2 separate regions of the Astyanax mexicanus genome follow, and region 1 is linked to region 2. Evidence: chromatin contacts called from public Hi-C data. All regions are on one chromosome and are shown on one strand. The core of a region is the stretch at or near the end of the contact, and the rest is flanking DNA. Distances in the headings are between cores, read along the strand shown.

What was found. A called contact is a pair of places that touch in the nucleus more often than the background predicts.
Region 1: a Hi-C map of muscle shows a contact between it and region 2, with 15 times the contacts expected there. The contact joins the enhancer-like site here to the promoter of fam43a in region 2. A contact is called at or near these places in 2 of 3 Hi-C or Micro-C datasets (both in muscle).

Annotation. Positions count from the first base shown.
Region 1 is chr16:5,411,788-5,417,994 of AstMex3_surface, forward strand. No RefSeq gene overlaps it. Among protein-coding and RNA genes, the nearest start is that of fam43a, 100 kb to the left of the region's middle. Within about 2 kb of position 4,839, the one cell type or tissue checked has an H3K27ac peak away from gene starts, as active enhancers do.
Region 2 is chr16:5,309,141-5,316,080 of AstMex3_surface, forward strand. fam43a (family with sequence similarity 43 member A) reads left to right here and starts at 2,267. Exons shown (of 1, transcript XM_007252575.4): 1 at 2,267-4,788. The coding sequence starts at 2,496. The coding sequence ends at 3,521.

The DNA of each region.
Region 1 (6,207 bases), core at 3,589-6,088, 110 kb after region 2:
GTGTGTTTTAACTAAAATGATATATAATTATATTGTATTATATTGTATAAGTAAAGTTTACTAAAAGAAAGGATTGACTGAAGTTCAGTTCACTTATTTACTCTGTGTAACATTTAAGTCTTGAAATCGAGTTGAAGTTACTTAAATTTACATGAAATTAAATTTACTCTAAAAAAAAGCAAATGCAGAAAGTTGCTAAACTTTTTTTTAAGTAAATTTTACGCATCATTTTCTTCAGTGTACAACACAATGAGAGAAGGACCGGTCTTTGACGAATGGCCGCCATTCTGTCATAAGAGAGAGAGAGAAAGAGAAACTTGGACTGTTACAGATTGTGTGAGCGCATTCAGAGTGTGTCTATAGTTGTAGATCTTGTAAAACAGCTCCTCTATTGATGTTTTGTTAGTGTTACTATTAAAAACTGCGTTACTCATGTAGCCTGAATGCCAAACTAACATCTTGCTAATCCTGCTAATGTAAATATTTGTGTCATCTGTTTTTTCTTCACAGCGTCTCAGTAAGAGTGTGCTCTCAGACTCTGTGGGTGAGGAACACCCCAATGCTACCTCCCAGTGGACAAAGTATACCTCAGGAAGAACCAGATGAAGACCAGTATGAAGTCTGGGTTTTTCTGCCCAGTTCGCCGTGCTGTCTGGTTGAGTTAAATCATTTTTTTAGGTGGTTACACAACATCTTTTAGCTATTTTCATTACAAAAAAATCAAGCTATTTAAATGTGTCAAAAAAGCTGTCATGCTGCGTGTTCAGTAATTAATAATATTAGTGTAATATTACTTTATCTACTGTACATACTTATCTGTCCACCCTGTCCCAGCAAAATACCATAGTGATTTAAATAATTTAAAAAAAAATCAAAATGAATATGGATGATCACAAGCCATCAAACCAAGCTGAACTGCTTGAATTTTTTGCACCAGGAGTAAAGCAGCATAAAGCTATCCAAAAGCAGTGTGTAAGACTGGTGAAGGAGAGCATGATGCCAAGATGCATGCAATACAAAACTGTGATTAAAAAACAACCAGGGTCATTTTACCGAATATTAATTTCTAAACTTCTAAAACTTTATGAATATGAACTTGTTGTTTTCTTTGCATTATTTGAGGTCTGAAAGCTCTGCATCTATTTTTTTTGTTATTTAAGCCATTCCTCATTGTTACAATCCCACTGTTGGAAAACATACTCTAGGGGATTAAAAGTGTGGGTACTGTAACAATTGTGAGGTGTGCATGGCAAACAACCCAGAGAAGGACAGCATAGACTCTTACTTGTACGTTAATCACAGGATCAAACTACAAAAGACAAACATGGTAATGTTAAAGGGGTGGGGGGGGGGGGGGGGGGGAACATGGACAGAACCAAAGAAATGAAAATAATAAAACATTCTACACTAAGCTTTACAAAGAAAATCTAAACTAACTAAAGAGGGAAAAGAAAAAAAACTAACTACTACTCTAGGCTAGGCTAATATAACTACAGGGAGTGGTACCCGCCCTCTAGCCTGGTGTGTTTAGACAATCAGGTAACTACGTGTGCACAATGTAGGTGCGCGCACATCTAACCTGTTCTCCCTTCCTAGAAGAGGGGAGAAGACAGAACAAATGGGTTAAAGCACCCACTTTAACAATCTAGCCTAGAAGTAGACAAAGCAAATTTAGAACTCAGGGGAACAGCACCCAGCACCACAAATGAGTCAAAAAAAAAAGAGAGAGAGAGAGAGGCCAACTTCCTGGAACAGCTTATAAACAGGTGGTCCCACCCCCATTTGGACCAACAGAGCTCTCTGATTGGCAGAATAGCAGAGGTCATTGAGGGTCGAGTTGGAATGGCACTGCAATCCACCTATTAGAAAGAGACAGGCAAAGAAACAGAGGAAGACCAGGAAAAAGAGAAAAAAAAACACAAGAAAACAGCTACACAGAAGATGTTTCACATGTAACATTCATTTTCTGTAAATAAATAAATAAATGCTCTAAATGACAATAATTTTATTTGGAATTTGGGAGAAATGTTGTCTCTAGTTTATAGAATAAAACGACAAAGTTCATTTTACTCAAACATAAACCTATAAGTAGCCAAATCAGAGAAACTGATTCAGAAACTGAAGTGCTCTATTAGTTTATATCTAATAATTCTCATTGTGAGATTGTGTCTCAATTTATTGATTTATTTATTAATTTAACTTTATTCAGGAAATATACTGCACAAATAAAATGAGAGATTAAACCTTAAATGCAGTAGGATGTGAGCTCAGGACTCTTAACCAGCATTTTCTTATTTGTTTGCAAACTCAGACTGAAGCGACACCCAAACTCAGAGCTGGCTGATTGGCTGATGGAGCCGCTGATCTCTTTACGCAAACTAATGAGAACTGAGTGACTTAACCGCTCAGAGCAGAGCGTGGGGGAGGAGAGACTTTAGACAGGAAGTGTGTGTGTGTGTGTGTGTGTGTGGCCATAACATGGTGGAACAAAAGGACAAAAAAAGAAACATGTTACACACCCAGACATCAGTCTATTCATCTGAATTGAGCACGTGTATAATGCTATCTTTGTGAAGGACAGCATGTACACGATTGCAAATAAACATTATTAAACATTATTAAATGCATCTTTGTTGGAATTAACAGGTCTGGATTAGGTGGAGGCCCACATTTAGTACCTCACAATAGTGAGTACACGCTTTACATTGTTGTAATTATTTTATTATATGTTTCAATGGAACAACACTGAAGAGATATGACACATTAACCCTTGTGTGGTGTTCATATTTTTGTTAATCGTTTACTTTGTTACTTGTATTTAATTCAGCAAAATGCTTTACACATGCTTGCTTCACCTAAATTGCAAGCAATATAAACAGCTTACATGGTTAATATTTGCACTTTACCTTTCTTATGTTACATTTCTTTCAAAAAGTGCTACTCTTTTTTTTATTAGTTTTTTAATAAAATGTAAAGAAAATGAATTAAACTCAAGATATGAGTAGAAAATTTGTTTAGTTTCAAATTTACAAATGAAGCAATGTTTATTAGCCCTTGGCCAAACATACTGTATGTAATATAAATGTGTGGGGGGGGGTGGGGGGGTACAGTGTGTGTTTATCGAAAATGTGTTTTGATATATGTTTTTTTACAAAAAATGGGCCAATGTCAATGAGTTTGAGTTAGAAAAAATATTTTTTTAGTATCATTTGATGAAAAATGAAAACGGGTCCCACAGACCCGAACACCACACAAGGGTTAATACAGGGGAAATTAATGACATTCACAAATATCACTTACACTGTGCAGAACAGAAGCTTAACCATGTTAACCCTGTCCAAACTCAGTGTTCATTTCTCTACTGGCTCAGAGATATCTGGGATGGACCATCACACAGTGGAAACTTTCAGTGTGTTCAAAAGAACAAGTGTTCCAGATCTTTATTAGAAGACGTTAACACAAGAAAAAAGACCGCCCAGACTGTTATCATCAACAAGTCCAAAAGAGTGGAGTTTAAACAGGTTAAATAGGTCAATTTAACTGTCCCTGCTTTATGTCAGTGAGTCTTCAGTATCAGAGTCACAGAGTCCTTTCGGGCATTATCTCCCGGTCAGATAAAGCCCTGTGTGATCTGCTACTGCTACTGCTACTGCTGTTCAGAAAGAGAACGGTTAAATGTAATGCTCTTAATCTCATTGCTCTAAATACCCTGCAGATAACTGGGAGACCACAGTTCCCAACGGTAACAAAGCCCCTGGGGATAAATCCCCCAGTCAGACAGCGACAGAGCCCAGCGACAGACCCCACGCTGTAAAATTACAATAATTAACTGCATGTTACAGTTATTTGACACTATTTGCTTTATATTAACTACCCAGGATATTACTGTTATTTTACAGTGCATCTGCTGTATTATATACTCATAAGTAATTAACTGTTTTCTAAAATGCCTTCAAACCTAATGTTTGCAGTAAAAACGATCTATAGCATCTACTCATTATAATAGAGGTAACAATGTACACTCTATTTATGGGCATAGTTTATCCAATATTGTGAGTAAATTCATGTAAAAAAACATTACTGTAAAGAATACTGTAACTTGTTCTTATGGCCTACAACCCTGAGGCAAGCCGGTCAAGCATTATATAATATATAACAGTATACTCAAATTGAAGGTAGCCCTGGTGGGCAAGACTACACACTGTTGTACTTTGTAAGAAACACACAACAACATAAAAAGTAAAACAGTTTATCACACATATTTGATGGCAACAGCACTTCAGAACAGTTTAGATCGTTAGCATTTCCCTGTAAAATTTTATGTTTTTTTAGAGTTTTTCTGCTGCTCCCACTGCCTTTACTGCCTCTCAATTATCTTTTTTAATATAATTTTATTTCTTATTTATCCCATTATTTCCGCAATTTAAACTAGTGATGCCCCAACACAAAGAGGGTGAAGACTGTAAAGTCAGACTCCGAGTTGCCTCACAGCACTAACGCTTGGAGGAAAGCGCAGTGACTCGGTTTTGATACATCAGCTCACAGACGCAGCCTTGTGCCGATCCACATCACCCTAGGAGTGATGAGGGGAAAGAGCGTTATCTACTGTACCCACCCAGAAAGAGCAAGGACAACTGTGCTCTCAGGGCTACCGTATAGCTGATGGCAAGCTACATGAACAGGATTCGAACCAGCGATCTCCTGATCATAGTGACAGCGCCTTAATCCACTGGACCACTCGGAGCCCCACCTCTCAATCATCCTGCTGCCTATTGCTGCCCTTTACTGCCTCTCAATCATGCTGCTGCCTCTCTCCATCTTTTTGCCACCTTGCAATCATTCACTGCCCTTTCCTGCCTCTGAACAGTGCTCTGCCGTGTGAGGACCCGGCACAGTGGGGATTACAGTGGGATTAGAGCGCATCCTGGTTTCTTCATGCGGAGATAACCTGCCTGTCAGAGCGAGACTAAAGCTCATTAGATACTCCCTCCCACCCAACTGTCTGTCAGACTGTAAGACCCTTCAGCCGGAGAATCTGATTCAGATATTCTGCCTCCGCATCACTTCATTACTAGGAGTGCACAATGGCACCTGTTGAGGCTGATGTTTTTACTACAGTGTATTCTGTACTGTATTTAGTCCAGTTAAGTTTTGGTTTCACACTGCATTTTAGCAACTGGGTGCACTAAAGAACTTCACTACATCCTGTTACCACCTACATGCACAAAGTCTCTTTATACTTCACAATGATTGTTTTTTAGAATGTTGTCGGTTCAGCAAATTGCCTTTCCAGGTGTTGTTCCAGAATTTGACACCACAGATTTGTCTCAGATTCAATTTATTTCTGTTTATAAGTAATTGCTAATCTACAGTAACAGTAGATACAGGATTTACCAGTGCTATAGGTACCATTCTCACTATGGTCCATTATAATTTATAAGGTTTTTTTTTTTACTTATACTGTTCTATCTGTGCTGAGAGTGGCTAAGCAGACTAAGATGCGGAAACTATGACTTGAAGATCATAAGTTTAAAATCCCAGGTTACACAGTTTTACCATCAGCATTCTGAGTCTAATGGGTGTCTGTTGGCTGATGTATCAGAGCTGGGGATCTAGCACTTTCCTCCAAGCATGTCTAAAAAGAAAAGCCACAGATTACACGCAGTTCTTCAGTTGTTAAACGGGAGGGGGGGTTCACCGACATGTGTTTCAGAACTTTCGAATCAGACAGTTCTTCGCGCCTGACACTCTGGCTGAAACTACACCCTCTTTGACTAGGTCTGCCTTACAACAGAGCGATCTATATTCTGATTGGCTCAACGAGAGTACATTATAATATGCAGCCGATGGATTGGAAAGCCTGAGAAATACCATGTGTGGCGTGTGAACTCGCTGAGGCGTGTCACACGCTCAAAGCGTGAGACTTGAGAACACTGATAATACATACTATTTTAATCACAAACACTTACGAATTTACAGTAAAATGTTTTGCATAAAGGTTAATGACATTCATCTTGGCACCAATCATGGTGCCTCCATACATAAATTTGTAGCTCGTCTGTGCAACACAGCTGCACTTCAATGGGTCAGATTTCTGTTTCTTTGATTTGGATGATGGTTTGCAACATTCAAATGAACTAAAACAATTCGATGTAAAAGCTCGTCATGGTGTCTGATTACTAGAGCAGTAAACACATTAGTTTCCAT
Region 2 (6,940 bases), core at 1,017-3,516:
ATGAAAAATGGCTGAAATAACAAAAAAGATGCAGAGCTTTCAGACCTCAAATTATACAAGTTTATATTCATAAAGTTTTAAAAGTTCAGAAATAAATATTTGGTGAAATAACCCTGTTTTTTAATCACAGTTTTTATACATCTTTTCATTTTCTTCTCCACCAGTCTTACACAAATATATAGACAGAACATTATCACGTGTTTTGGTACCGAATACAATAGAGCTTTTAATATTCAAGTATAAACCTAAAGCTCACCAACCAATCAGCTCACAGTAGCAGTAATGCTAGCCAGTGCAAGAACACCAAACAAGCTATATAGTATACAAACAATACATATATACTAAATATATAAAGTTAAGTTTAATACAAATAATGCATAAACAATTATAACATTGAATCAATGGAAATTCAATGTTCACAAAAAGTCTATTCTTATGTTGCAGAACTTTATTTTTTATCAAAATATTAGTAATTTGACTCTTTTATAAGTCCTCTCTTAGAGCAGAAGTGAGTTGTTACTAACCCAAAAGAGGCCATTTAGAAGTTATATGTGTCACAGACCCATTACAAGCTGTGTAAAGTTCCTTAAAGCTCTGTCCTTCACTTTTCCTAAGTGATGGAAACATCAAGAGAGGAGTACTGGAGATAGAACTAGCATATTTTTTGAGTTAACAATTTAATCATTCAAAAGCTTTTATTAAATAATTTTTGACCCATATAACAAGCTCTGACCTGATTTCTGGAGCCAATGTTAAAATATGAGTTATTAAAGTTGCTGCGTCATTTGTGTTACATCAAGATTTTAATCTTAATATATTAGCAGTCATGTGCCCAAAAGAAGAAAAAACATGAATGAGCTGCTCACTGAATTTATCAGATTGAATTTAGAAATTGGCATTCAGAAATGGGTCTCAGCTCTTATGGACTAAAGGAATTCAGTAAAATGAGCAGGATGTGTTTAACCACTAAAATTTAGACAGAAGATGTGAAATATGATGAAAGTTCTAGAAAATCAACAGAAGCTTGTCTTATAACTTAAAAATGCTAATTTAATTAAACATTAAACATAAGCACTGTAACATTTGAACACAGTTGTATGAACGCAGTAGCGCAGTGTGCTTGTCTTTAAATGAGGGTGCGGATACCTTTATCCTCCAGTAGATGGCAGCAGATATCACCTTATTGTATTTTTTTATCATTATGCATACGGTTGTGTTGCCTTAATAATAATAATAATAATAATAATAATAATAAGTATTATTATTATTATTATTAAATAAGGAAGATATTTTCACCTTAAAATAAAAAAAAAAAAATTTAAAGAGTTATTATAAGTGAAACAGAACATCACAGGAACCATTAAACATAAGAAAATAAATGTATGTAGGTGTATATATAAAAACAGACAGCCATTAAACACAGTTACTTACAACCTATTATTGTGGTGCCCACAACCCAGATAGCAAAATTGTATTATTCTGTCTTTAATACATTCATGATTTATTTGTGCACATTGCTTTTATGTTGATTTAACATTGATTTATGGTTTTATATTAATTATTTGATTTAACTTAGATATATACAATTATTATTATTATTATTATTATTATTATTATTATTATTATTATTATTATTTATTTATTTATTTATTTATTTATTTATTTATTTATTTATTTTTATTATTATTTATGGGTCAGAAATAAATAAAATAGTAAAATAATTAGGATTATTATGGTTGTTGCTTGTGGGAAGCAGCCTTTCTCTAAAAACTATTTGAGTGTAGAATCAGAATCCCACCCATGAAAAAGCCTTCAAATAAACGTCTAGAGTCCTTCAAATCTACTTTAAATATCAGAATTTCAACACCAACCTTTTAGCCAATGTTAAATAAAGTTTGTTTTAAGGTTTGTTTTTCCAATATCAACATTAAAAAGTGATGATGTAATGCAACCAAAAACTAAAGTTTGTTCAATGTTTAGGAAACATTGTCTTAACGCTGAAGTGCACTACGTCCTTGGAAAGTTGTTAAAAGGTGTTCTAATAGCGAAAAAAGGCAATGTAATTTGATTACGTTGATGAAACATACACCGAGCAAAGTTTGGACAACGTTTATGCGACGTTAGACTGTGATATTTTGCTGTGTTTGTTGGGCACAGTTGTCTGAGTCGGTCCCCGGAAGCTGTGTGTGTTGGTTGGTCCCGCGCTCAGAGCTGCTCCCCCTCCCCGCGGCTCAGATGGTTCAGTCCAGCTCATAAGCGCTGCTTCGCTCGCGCTGCTGTCAGTTTCAGGCTCGAGACGATGCGGGGAGGAGCGGAGCGCGCGGAGAGATACTGTAGCTCGTGCGGCAGTGCAGCGGTCCGGGAGCTGAGGAATGTAGTGAGTGCATTAGGCTGGTATAAGTCTAGACTGGCAGTCTGTAGAGTTTAGTCAGGGTTTGAGGGGGTGGGTCTGTCCTGAGCGCGCCTTCTGAAGCTCCACGTGCAGCGCGTGGATCATGTTGCCTTGGAAGAAGAACAAGTTCGACCTGATCGAGGACGACAAGCAGTCCAAGCAGAAGGGCTATGCCGTGAGCCTCAACTACTCAGCCCTCACCTCCTTCGCCAGGTCGTGCCCGGAGAGCGCCCTGCACCGGGTGGGCAGCATGTTCAAGTCCAAGCGAAGGAAAGTGAAGATCACAGGTGAGGACCCCACCTACACCGTGCTGTACCTGGGCAACGCCACCACCATCCAGTCCAAAGGGGACGGCTGCACGGACGTGGCGGTGAGCAAGATCTGGGCCAAGAGCGACATGGGCAAGAGTGGCACCAAGATGAAGCTGACCGTCAGCTCTCAGGGCATCCGCATGGTGCACTCCGACGAGCGGGCGCGCCGACCCGGACACCTCTACCTTCTGCACCGGGTCACCTACTGCGTGGCCGACCCACGCCTACCCAAGATCTTCGCCTGGATCTACCGGCACGAGCTGAAGCACAAGGCGGTCATGCTGCGATGCCACGCCGTGCTCGTGTCCAAGCCAGAGAAGGCTAAAGCCATGGCACTGCTCCTGTACCAGACGTCGGCGGCCGCCCTGGCAGAGTTCAAGCGGCTCAAGAGACGAGACGATGCCCGGCACCAGCAGCAGCAGCTGGTGGGCGAGCGCACCGTGCCTCTGGTGCCACTTCGCAAGCTCCTCAACGGCCAGTGCTGCTACAGGCCGCCGGTGGAGCGCAGCCGCAGTGCGCCCAAGTTGGGTTCCATCACCGAGGACTCTCTGGGAGAGGAGGCAGAAGAGAAGGCGTCCGCCCGATTCCAGGGGGACGAGGTCCTGAACGGTGCGGGACAGGCTGAGCTGGCCCAGATCATCAGTGACCTGGGAGAGATGGCAATTGGAAACGATGTGCAGACTTTGCGGGCTGATCTAAGGGTGACCCGGCTGCTGTCGGGCGAAAGCACGGGCAGCGAGTCGTCCATCGAGAGCAGCCCGGAGACGGTGAACCCGCCGCACTCTGAGCAGGACGGGCACATGCAGGAGGTGGGCTGAGGTGGACAGGAGGTGAAACCCCCTCTGTTTTGTTTAGTTTTTTTTCACTTCCCAGCGAGGTTCCCGATGGTTTACAGTGACGCACTCTTTGGTCCACACGTCGGTCCACTCTGTGGTCCTGGACTGAGTCTGCCAGCCCTGGGGAAGTGGTGACGTTGGGTCTGGGAGGGTATGGGGTTTGTGCCACCTTATCCGTATGACTTGAAAGATGAAGATGAAAAACTGTGTTCTGGGCTTTTTTTCTCAGTGTTTTTCACAGTGTTCACCACCTTGAACTGGAGAGAACACAGGACAAATGCGTGACAAACCACAGGACAAACTAAAGGCCTTTGGCTGAGCTCAAAGCACCCTCCTTCTTGTCCAATCCAGCGTTGAGTTGGGCAGGAGAAAGGAGCAAAGCGGTGCTCTCCTCAGCTACACAGCCAAATGGAGAAAGTGGATCTGCACAGCTCCTGCAGTCTGCACTGAAAACATGCAGGGTTGAGTTAACTCTACACGCTGCACTCTAGAATAAATATAGTATAAGTTATATAATATAAGTTTCTGTACAAAAAAAAAGGGTGAAACCTCTTATTTATACCATTCTATTGTAGATTCTTTACTTATAAAGAACTTAATGTGGCTCAAGAGAAAAACTGCATAAAGAACTTTAAAAAAATTGAAAAAACATTTTTTTTTAGAGTGCAGATCTGCACTGTAAGAGTTAACTCAACCCTGCGAGAGTTAGGCCAACACTATTAGGTAATCCAACACTGTAAGAGTTAATACGGTAAGAGTTAATCCAGCACTGTAAAGACTTAATGCAACACTAGGGGCTTTGGCTGTGTACGTTTTACATCTGAACTTGTTTACCCGATCCATTTCCCCCAAAGGAAATGCGTCTCTTTTTTCTCTTCTTTTCTCTTTTTTTTTGTGGAAACGACGGCCCTGAGCGATTTTACTCCCTTTTTTTTTTTTTTTGCTGTAGTTTGCCCCCGACAATGCTAGCTACTTTCAGGATGTTCCACTTTCTGTTCTATATTTTTGCACTGTGCTGTAATTAAGTCGTTCTATTAACAAGTTTTGTACATACTGTCGTCTCCTTTTCAATGTTCTTATAAACGCCAATGTTCTATCTTTGCTGTGCAAAAGAGACAACAACATTGCGGTGTACCGAGATGTAAATATATTCAAATATGTTCATAATGTTTATTATTTTTAAAGAGGTAAATGTGGTTTGTTTTTGTGAACCTCACTTAATTACCAATAAAAAAACAGAAGAATGGTACAGGCCAGTGTTATGCACTTTTTTTAATGTGAGTTAAATTGAGTTAAAGTTAAAGTACTGTGTATATTCTACTCTACAAGACATTGTGATGATACTGTGCGTAAGGAGGACAGGACAGTGCCTCGTCTGTCACTTCAGAGAGATAAGGAGGAAATCAGGAGGCAGCTCAGCTCGCTCAGACTCTGGAGAATTTGCTGATTATTTGACTTAACCCATTCCTGCCCACATCTAAACACGTAGTCTTCTCTGAGCACAATTCTGATTTTAACATATTTAAATCAATTTACTATTAATAAATCATCTATATGGAAGTGTTTAATATTTATTATATTACATTCTACATTCAGCTCTAGAAAAAAATAAGAGAGCACTTAAAAATGATAAGTGTCTTTGATTTTACCAAATTGAAAACCTGAACTGCTTGATTTTGTTTGCACCAGGAGTAAATGCATAAAGTTATCTAAAAGCAGTGTGTAAGACTGGTGGAGGAGAACAGACAGAGATGCATGAAAACTGTGATTAAAATCCAGGGTTATTCCACCAAATATTGATTTCTAAACACTTAAAACTTTATGAATATGAACTTGTTTGTTTTTTTGCATTATTTGAAGTCTGAAAGTTCTGCATCCTTTTTGTTATTTCAGCCATTTCTCATTTCCTGTAAATAAATGCTCCAAATTACGAGATTTTTATTTGGAATTTGGGAGAAATGTTGTCTGTAGTTTATAGAATAAAACAACAATGTTTATTTTACTCAAACATAAACCTATAAAAAGCACAATCAGAGAAACTGATTCAGAAACTAATGTGCTCTCTCCTAATTTTTTCCAGAGCTGTATATTTAGTCTTCCAGCCACATGGGACTACCGAATTTTGACACAGTCATAGAAATAAGATTATAGAACGTATAGAGCATTTTTTAATTAAAGGTGACAAAAGAATTCACATTCATTACTCAGGCAGAAGAGTAGTATAGATACTAGGTATTAAAAAAATATCAATTCAAGCTTTTTACTCTTTAAGTAAAAGTGTTTAAAAGAGTACTGGTTGTAAAAGTACCTAAAGTATTAAAGTAAAAGTAATGTATGGGGAAAAATAAAGCCATTAAAGACAAAAGCTTTACTTACTCTATAACACACTACCTCCCCTCATCCAGGCACATTTTTCTAAAAGCCATAATGACTATAATAATGTTAAAATATTAAAATGTTAATGTTGATAATATAATTTGGGATTTTGCACTAGGCGCCTCCCTAGTGTTTCAGCTGCATATATGCTTATTAAAAATGAATGTATTTTACACAAAGAATAATGTAAATATATATTAAAGTTAAAGCTTAGTTAGACTTGGGTTTGTAAAACTGGAGTTCTCTTGAGCCTCTGCACGGATCATCTTCATACTAGACTACAAACGTCTGCTATGTTCTTGCTGGAGTGTGATGGTGTGACCACCAGAAAAAAAACACATCACACGTACCACATGCAGAAACTTCCTAAAATTTACCCATTTATAGACTGTAAAAAAATTAAATATAAAGAGTATAGTCAATAAATTTAAAGCAACAGTTTGCTCTCACTTTGTTTGGGTAGAATTTACTCCATATTTTAAGCAAATATTACGTAAACTGACCAAGACCCAATGAAATAATCTAATTTCATAGTATCCTAAACAAAATGTAAGATAATCTTTCCTATTGGCCCATGTCATGCTTTATTTGCATAATGTGTTTGTCCACACCCCTAGCTCCCCATCAGTGTGCAGTCATGCCTACCAGGGCCAACTTTGCTTGGGTATGCGGTTATATTTTGTATAATGATTGACTGATTTAGGATCAGAGAAGTTAAGTTAAGTTAAGTATAATAAGTTACTCAAAACATTTTAAGGCAATTTCTCAGGGACATTTAAAATGTGGGTACCACTTTAAAATAAGACTACCTTTATAAAGGGTTATGAATGGTTTATAAAGGTGTTTACTAATAGTTAATAATTAGCTTGCAAATACTTTAAAACCATTCATTAAGCAGTTAATAGTTATATAACAACACATAAATAGAAATGGCAACAGTGAGTTGAAAGTTTTCAAAATATTAATTTCACATTCATTTATACTGTTAAACCTCAGATATGTCTAGATACTGATCTTTCTTTGTG